Linked DNA regions of Macaca mulatta: region 2 is linked to region 1. A link is a contact called in public Hi-C data. All regions are on one chromosome and are shown on one strand. Each heading gives the region's core, a stretch centred on a gene start, on an enhancer-like site or on the middle of the called end of the contact. The rest is flanking DNA. Distances are from core to core; before and after follow the strand shown.

Region 1 (4,494 bases), core at 1,119-3,618:
TTAACAATACAGCTATAAAAGGTTTTGACTAAAAGAAGAAAAATTTGTGTAAATAAGATTTTTCTAATAGGAAAAAAAAAAAAAAATAAAAGCTTCCAGATTGCATCCCCAAATCAATGAGCAGAAAAACTATTTACTTGCTGACAGATCAGTTCCTTAGATCTGAAAAACAAAAACAACCACCCCGTCCCCACCCTCACCGGCCAAAAAAAAAAAACCCAACTAGTTGACTTCTTGTTGTAGTGATGCAAATCCAGTCTGAGGGAAGCACAGCACTTCCGGTCGTCTAAATAAGACGTTCCCTCTAGGAAGGGCTCTAGGCTTAGCAGCACTACTGCCTTATTTGATCTGATTTCATCTGTGGAGCCATACGGGGACCTACCTCCTAACATATGAATTACATGTGAAAACACCGGGGTTCAGTCACAGCTGGCTGCATGGGTTTGCTTAGATGATGCTTTTAAATGTTTTTATTTTTTTATTTTTTTTGACCCAGGGTCTCACCCTGTCACCCAAGCTGGAGTGGGGTGTTGCAACCATAGCTCACCGCAGCCTTGCCCTCCTGGCCTCAAGCAATCCTCCCACCTCAGCCTCCTGAGTAACTGAGATTATAGGCGCAGGCCACTCTCCTCCCCACCCCATCCCATTTTATTTTTCTCAGGGACAGGGACGGGGTTTTGTCATGTTGCCCAGGCTGGTCGTGACCTCCTGAGCTCAAGAAATCCTCCAGCCTGGGTCTCCCAGGCCCAGGGATCACAGGCGTGAGCCTGGTTAGATAATTGTTAAAGCAAAACGTGGAACTCAGGTAAGAAACCCCCAGAAAGATCTACCTGCGTTTCTGAGCATTGGGGTTAATTCTCCACAGTCATGTACTGATTCTTGTAAATGCCAGGCATTGTGCTGGGTCTTCAAGATGTGGAGATAAGACAGAATCCTGGCCCTCCAACAACTCACAGAGAGCGAGGCAGAGATGGAGACAGGAGGCAACAACCTCCCGGTGATGTGGTGGGTCCTTCCTCAGATGAAAAAACAGTCTGCATACATTTCCCCTGCAATGGATGGACAGAGCCCACCCCTTGCAGTTAATGCTTTAGCGCTCATGAACCCCAGCATACGCAGCTCCTAGAGTGTGCCCTACTCCTTCCCACCTTCCTGCTTGTGTTCAGGCTGTTTCTCCTTCCCGGGAGCCCTCCCCGACTCCCCTTTCCTCCTTTCCCCCTACCCCCTTCTTCCTCTTTTATCCGTAGAAATCGGTTGACTAGGGTCTTTCAGGATCACAGGTACTGTCATCTCCTGCAGGATCTATAGGATAAATGAGTTCAGTCCTAGTGTGCATCAGGAGACTAGGGATCTGGCGCCCCACTAGAGGGGACACCCACTAACCCGCTGTGCCCCATTTGTTAGCCCCTTACCCCGCCCGTCTTCCCCAGCCTCGAGCCTTTTCGCCCGCTCACGGGTCTTGGGGTGGTTGGATTCTATTGAACCCAGAATATTGTACATGCTATTGTACAATACTGTATATTCTGTTGTACAATTTATCTCAGACAGTTCTCTGTTTTAAGAACCGGGATCAGACTTCATTGTGAAGAGCGGGGCCGAGGGGGCTTCTCCCTGCCCAGTAACTTCCTCCAAGTGTTCCAGCTTCGACCTTTCCTTTCCATTGTCAGGCTCCGCCACTCCGCACCTCTTCCCTTAATCTTCACCTAGAGACCTAAGCTGGGGGTTGGGAAGGGTGGGGGCGGCGGGACTTGGAAGAGCCAGTTTGCAGCCAGCCGGTCGCCTCTCGGGTCCAAACCCGAGGCTGGCCCAGGGCGAGTACCCGGGTGGGGCCCTAGACCACAGGAGGGGCCGCCTCCAAAAGAAAGGAGAAAACACTTTTGTTTGGAAACAAAAGTGTGTGGTGTGTGTGTGTGTGTTTATTCAAAAACAAAACCACGTTAAAAGAGCAAAACCCCCTCCCCCACAGGTCCAACCACCGCCGGGAGTTTGCCAGGAAGAGGGGCAATTCTGAATGGGAGTCGCCAACGCCCCACTGAGTGCCGCCTGTTTCGGAACCGCTCGCCCAGACCCTGTAGGCTCCAGGCAGCTCCGGGAATCCGCGCGCAGACGCTGCGGCGAAGAAGGGGACCCCGGTGCCGCTAGAGCCCCGCAGCGCCAGCAGCGGCGCAGACTCTCGGGTCGCTGCCTCTCCCAGCCCGGCGCCCTGGGCCGTCAATCAAGCTGGCCCTGCCCCGCCCTCGGGCTGCAGCGGGCGGCCAATCAGAGCCAAGATCCGCAGCGATGAGCTCAGCCGGCTCGTTTCCCATTGGACGGCTATATTAAGAAAGTGGCCGGACTCTTTAAATAGCGGGCGCTAGGGCCGCAGCCCTCATCTGCCACCGCAGTCTGTTTGGACTTGTTCGCTCTCTTGTATGCTCGGCGAGGCCGGGAGAGACCCGGGAGGGAGCTAGGCCGAGTCTGCCGCCCGAGCCCGCGTTACGCACAAAGCCGCCGACTCCCGCCCCGGGGCTAGCAGAGCGACCACCGCCCGGGAGCAGCGCGGCTAGACGCACGGTGCGCCTTATGCCCCCGCGCCCCCACCGCCCCCGCCGCGGCAGCCGGAGCTCAGTGAGAGAACGCGCCACCGCGGGGCCCGAGTGCAGCTAGCGACCCTCGCCCCCTGCGCCCAGCCCGAGGTGAGCAGTGAGCGGCGAGCGGGACGGCAGCGAGGCGTTCGCGGGCCCCCTCCTGCTGCCCGGGCCCGGCCCGCTCATGGCGGCCATCCGCAAGAAGCTGGTGGTGGTGGGCGACGGCGCGTGTGGCAAGACGTGCCTGCTGATCGTGTTCAGTAAGGACGAGTTCCCCGAGGTGTACGTGCCCACTGTCTTCGAGAACTATGTGGCCGATATCGAGGTGGACGGCAAGCAGGTGGAGCTGGCGCTGTGGGACACGGCGGGCCAGGAGGACTACGACCGTCTGCGGCCACTCTCTTATCCGGACACCGACGTCATCCTCATGTGCTTCTCGGTGGACAGCCCGGACTCGCTGGAGAACATCCCCGAGAAGTGGGTGCCCGAGGTGAAGCACTTCTGCCCCAACGTGCCCATCATCCTGGTGGCCAACAAAAAAGACCTGCGCAGCGACGAGCATGTCCGCACAGAGCTGGCCCGCATGAAGCAGGAACCAGTGCGCACGGATGACGGCCGCGCCATGGCCGTGCGCATTCAAGCCTACGACTACCTCGAGTGCTCGGCCAAGACCAAGGAAGGCGTGCGCGAGGTGTTCGAGACGGCCACGCGCGCCGCGCTGCAGAAGCGCTACGGCTCCCAGAACGGCTGCATCAACTGCTGCAAGGTGCTATGAGGGCCGCGCCCGTCGCGCCTGCCCCTGCCGGCGCGGCTCCCCCTCCTGGACCAGTCCCCCACGAGCCCGGAGAAGGGGAGACTCGTGTCCCACAAGGACCCCACCGGACTGCCTGGCATCTGTCTGCTGGCGCCTCTGGCTCGCGCCAGGATTCGGCGTGGGCACCGGGCGCCCCCTTCCCAGTGTCTGTGCGTCCAGCTGTGTTGCACAGGCCTGGGCTCCCCGCTGAGTGCCAAGGGTCCCCTGAGCATGCTTTTCTGAAGAGCCAGGCCTCAGAGTGTGTGGCTGTGTGTCTGTTCGACTCCCTTTGCCCCATTTTCACCCCACCCCCGCCTCTGATCCCCGGGGGCGAGATTGGCGCGGGAGTGTGGCCGCGCCCCATCAGATGTTCGCCCTTCACCAGCGGGCGCCTGATATCCCTTGTCTGTAACATAGACCCCGGGTACTGGGGGAGGGGAGGGCTGGGGAGGATGGGGAATGTTATATAAATATAGATATAATTTTATTTTCGGAGCTAAGATGGTGTTATTTAATGGTGGTGACGGGTGAGCGCTCTGGCCCAGGCTGGGCCAGACTCCCGTCTAAGCATGAACAGGACTTGGCCATCTTTCCGACCCCTGGGGAAGACATTTGCAACTGACTTGGGGAGGACACAGCTTCCAGCACAGCCTCTCCTTCGGGCCAGCCCCCCCTGCGAGCCTCCACCAGCCACCAGCGGGAGGAGGGAGGGTGCGCTGTGGGATTGTTTTTGCCATAAGCGAACTTTGTGCCTGTCCTACAAGTGAAAATTGTTCAGTCCAAGAAAATGATGTTATTTGATTTATTTAAAGGCTAAAATTTGTTTTTTTTTAAATTCTTTGCACAATTGTTTCATTGTTTGACACTTAATGCTCTCGTCATTTGCATAAGACAGTAGCATTCTGACCACACTTGTACGCTGTAACCTCATCTACTTCTGATGTTTTTAAAAAATGACTTTTAACAAGGAGAGGGAAAAGAAATCCACTAAATTTTGCTTTGTTTTCTTGAAGAAAGTGGCAACACGGTATTGTGATTTTATTTGTGCAGGTCATGCACACAGTTTTGATAAAGGGCAGTAACAAGTATTGGGGCCTATATATTTTTTTTCACAAGGCATTCTCTAAAGCTATG
Region 2 (4,384 bases), core at 657-3,156, 120 kb before region 1:
CCGAGATCTCACCACCTGCACTCCAGCCTGGGCGACAGAGAAAGACCCTGTCTCAAAAAAGAAAAAAAGATTCATAAACAAGTATGGAATGCTTAAGAGAAACAAAATCCAAGTATTATGTGGTAATTCATATACAGTATTTGTAATGCCTGAGAATTGAGTCTAAAGTGACAGCTTTGTAAGAACAAATTAAATGTCAGTAATTTAGGCTCTTTTTAGAAGTTGAAATCTTGCTAAATACTGGAACACCTAAGAGAACTTTGGACTCAAATTAAGGAAAGCATGTGTTAAACACAGCTTAAATTGTTGGAATATGCTTAAGATTGTTACTGGCAATTATAACTCAAAATAGCTAGACCTGTAAACAGAATAAAAAACTGGACCTAAATCCTCAAGAACCAGGTTTCTGAAATATAATTTTATTTTAAAAATTATCGCAAACATTTTCTGCATACAAAAACTGCCCTCATGGACACCAAGAAAATTCTACACAATGCAATTTCACCAAAAATCGGAATTTTAAAGAAATTCTTGCAGCACGGAAAATGCCATCATTTACTCATGATGATTGAGCAAATGAAGTAATTCATTGTTAAAAGGAGGCTAAGAATAGAAACAAATCGAAAATATTCATTTTTGTTATTTTTTTCTTTACAGGATTCCTTAAGTCATCTTCCAATACTCCAGGTCACATGGCGAAGAGTCACCTATTAAACACGAAATCTAACCATTAAACAAGCTTTAAAAATCCTTCGGTAACTCCCTTTATTAAAACTGTTTTCTTGACATACAATACCTTTACAGGTATTACATTTCTCTTCAGCGTGTACAAACATTTTTCTCATGTTTTCCTTCACCAAACATCTGCCCCCAGTTTTCTCAACAAGTAAAAATCTCGAAGTACTAAGTCCTAACATGATGCTTTCAAAAGTTTACGTATGTTAGAATAAAAAGCCGTAAGTAGGTTTTCTCTAGCTGTGTTCTCAGAAACAACACTTTTACACGTGTTTGGGCACAAAACTTTAAACATCTTCCCCAAAATCTGACCCAATTCAGATACAAAACTACTGCTCAAATAGCAGAAGCCGCTAATCTTGTCTTTGGTTACAAGTTACATATTTTTCTATCGAAATCCGTTCCTATAGTAAAACATCACCTAAACAAGGCGAATCCAAGTCACTGCTTCATACCTACATCTGTCCACGGCAAGCTTTTCCCGGACACACTCGGGCCTTTGAAAATGCCCACACTTGTTTTCATAAACCCACTCCTTCCTCTTCACCCACTTGCAATCCGCATGCTTCTCTGGGGCCACCCGGCCTCTCCCCCACTTTCCGAAACCCAGGGCCGACAGCTCAGTCTCTAACCTCCAGTCCGCCGAATCTGGGGGAGAACGGGGTCGGCGCCCCAGGCCCCCCAGGCGGCGGCCCAGCGGAGGGAAGGAAGCGGGAAAGCGGTCGGACGGGAGCCCCCTCCGCCGCGCGCGCACACCCCCTTCCGGCACCCCTCCCCCTGCATTGTGCGAGCGGGCCACAGGCCGCACCGGCCCGGGCACTCAGCAAGCCCCGTCCGCCCTCCCGCTGGTGATCGGCTCCCGCCGACGCCGCCGCACAAAGCCCAGGGAGCCACCCCGGCAGCGCCACAGGACCGGAGAAAGAGCGAGCGCGGACTGACTTACAGGGCTGCTGCGGCCGCGCTGCCTCAGCCGGGGACACCGACCGTTGGGCACACGGCGGCGTCGCTCTTGGCGGTCCTCCCCCTCCTCTGCCTTCGGTGGCGGCAATGTCTTCTTTCTCCACCTACCACCCTCCCCCCCCACCCCACCTCCTCCTTCTCCTCCCCCTCCTCCTACGAACCACCGAAGTACCGAGGGTGAGACACAGAGACTCACAACAACATGGCTGCCACCGCCGCCTCCCCTCCCCTCCCCCCCGCCCACCGGGCGCGCGCAATGCATCCCGGGAGAAAGGGGAGGGGGAGCTCTCACCGAGGCGCGGCTCCTTTCAATGCCTTGCGTCCCAGCTCCCGCGCTACTGCCGCGCGGGCCGGGGGCGCCCTGCGCGTGCGCACGTTCTCCGCGCTCTCACGTGTTCGGCCGCCTCTCCGGCGTGCCCTCCCCCGCCCTCACCTTGCGGGCTCGCGTTTCCCTCCTGGGCTCTGCCGCGGCGCCGGGAGCGCGCGCCGGGCTGGGACAGCGCAGGCGTGCTGTTGCCAAACGCTGTGTTGGACTGTCTTACCGCGTGGGGCCTCGACTTCTGAATCTTCTCACTCTCGGCTTCCTACCCGGTTGCTCATTGTTTTCCCCCAACTGGGTGTGCAGGTGTCTGCGCCCGCGCCGCCCACCTTGGGGTACTCCTGGCATTTCGCTTCCGGAGTGCTGGCGCCCGCAAGAGCCGGACGTTAATTCAGGCCTTTAGCTTTCACCCAGTACCTCCGCACGAGACGAGGGAGATGCATTTGGAGGTAGAAGATTGTACCCCGTGAGAGGGCTGTCACTCTTCTCGTCTTGCACCCCAGGCAGGTGGAGCCAGCTCTCAGCAAATTGTCGGCCCCCCAGTGCTTGGTCCCGGTGCACACAAAGGAAACTCATGTCGTTCTCGAGCTGGGCCAGTGATTCTCACTCGTTGGCTGTTTCTTTTTCTCGGGTACCAAGCGCTGTTTCCTTCCCGATTTACAGGCTGGTTGGAAACCCCAAATCTGCCTTGCTGTCCTGGCCCCCCGTGCAAAGCAGTGGTGATTCCAGGATTCTAACCTAACCTGCTCCAGGTCACACAGCTGTAATAGGCACCGTGTCTGATATGTTCTTGATGGTTTGCACAGCTCCTGGCTCTCCTGACATGCTGCAATTCGTAAAGATTCAGGACCTCCCTTATACTTTGCTTAATGTATGTATTCCCTGGGCGACTGTGAGCTCCACGAGGGCAAGGACCTTGTGTTTTGTTTTACACTGTGCCCTCAAGTGCCTGTTGAATACATGGGCTCTTCGGTTTTTAACTATTACTGAAAAATGTCTGACATTGAAATCCATCCCAAGCCCCTACCTTAGAGTCATATTGCAGGCTTCTAGATATTTTCACTTGAATGTTCTTGTCGCCAAGCATGTTAAAAACTGAAGTCACACCCATCCCCTACCCCCCACTCTTGTACTGTCTCTATAGTTGGCAGTGCCACCACCTATTCATTCCCCAAATTACCCCTCTGAGAACCATCCTTGTCTCTTCCTTTTATCCCCCACTCCAAATATAAATAACTTACCAAGCCTCGCAGATTTTTACTTCCCAAGTAATTCTGGAGACAGTCTCTTCCTCTGCCTCCTCACTAATACTAGCCTTGCTTCCCAGGTCTGGATTTCTGTAGCTGGCTCTTAATCAGCTTTCCTGTCTCCAGTCTCATTCCCTCCAATCAGTTCTGCTCACTGCTATCTAAAATGCAAATCCAATTCCTGGCGCTCAGGCCTCTGCTTCAACCATCTCATTGCTCCCCATCACCCACGACAGCATTTCCCTAGTGTGCTGCGTTCAGTATTAATAGATATTCCTTTAAGAAATGTCTCACGATCAAGTAAGAATGGGAGATACTGGAGTGTACACATTTTGCTTTCCTTCTCCTTTCCCCTCCATTAAGCTGATAATAGCAGAAGGGTCTTTATATACAGTTGCTTAGTGTGGGTGAAACTAGATAAATCCATCACAGGCTGTCCCTTAGAGTATGGAATTAGGACTAAGAGACCCCAACCTCCAAAGTCTCTTGGACCTGGGATCCCTTGGGCAGACTCGTTCCATCCTGTAAGACAGGGAACCTGTAGAAAAGAGTGGAATTGAGTGAGAAAAGGAGAGTGCTGACAATGTCTCTCTGTCACATGTTCCTGTGTCTGGCTGGCTGCCTCTACCCTTGGAGTCTGAACCACATTCCTGGATCCTTATAATAAATTCTGCTTCTTTGCTTAAGCTAGATGAAGTGAGTTTCTGTTACAACCAAGAGTCCTACTAAAAGCCATGTGTATGCTATAGTTATTTGTTTGGTGCTTACAACATGCAAGCACCAAAGCACTTTCCATACATTGTCTCATTTAGTGTTCCAGATATCCCCATGAGCAAGGCCAGCTTCAGCACAGACACGTGACCTGTGCAGTTGCACAAGGCCTAGGGGGTGTCTAGAAAGGTTCTGCGATTGGTTTAATGCTCTGATGTCACCATGTAGAAAGTCTTAGTGGTTTTTGACAAAAGGGCCCCTCATTTTCATTTTGAACTGAGCTCCACAAATTACCTATGAGGTGTTATCTCTATTTGACAAAAGGTTTATTTTCTGCCAGACTTATTAGTGCCTTTAAAATAAAAATATGCATTGTAAATATCCAAGTGAGGGACATAATATGCAATGTGTC

The links. A called contact is a pair of places that touch in the nucleus more often than the background predicts.
Region 2: a Hi-C map of liver shows a contact between it and region 1, with 3 times the contacts expected there. The contact joins the promoter of PUM2 here to the promoter of RHOB in region 1. A contact is called at or near these places in 2 of 14 Hi-C or Micro-C datasets (fetal cortex germinal zone and liver).

The regions. Positions count from the first base shown.
Region 1 is chr13:104,573,139-104,577,632 of T2T-MMU8v2.0, reverse strand. RHOB (ras homolog family member B) reads left to right here and starts at 2,368. Exons shown (of 2, transcript NM_001194776.2): 1 at 2,368-2,880; 2 at 2,941-4,494. The coding sequence starts at 2,752. The coding sequence ends at 3,342.
Region 2 is chr13:104,692,104-104,696,487 of T2T-MMU8v2.0, reverse strand. PUM2 (pumilio RNA binding family member 2) reads right to left here and starts at 1,906. Exons shown (of 21, transcript XM_077960099.1): 1 at 1,679-1,906.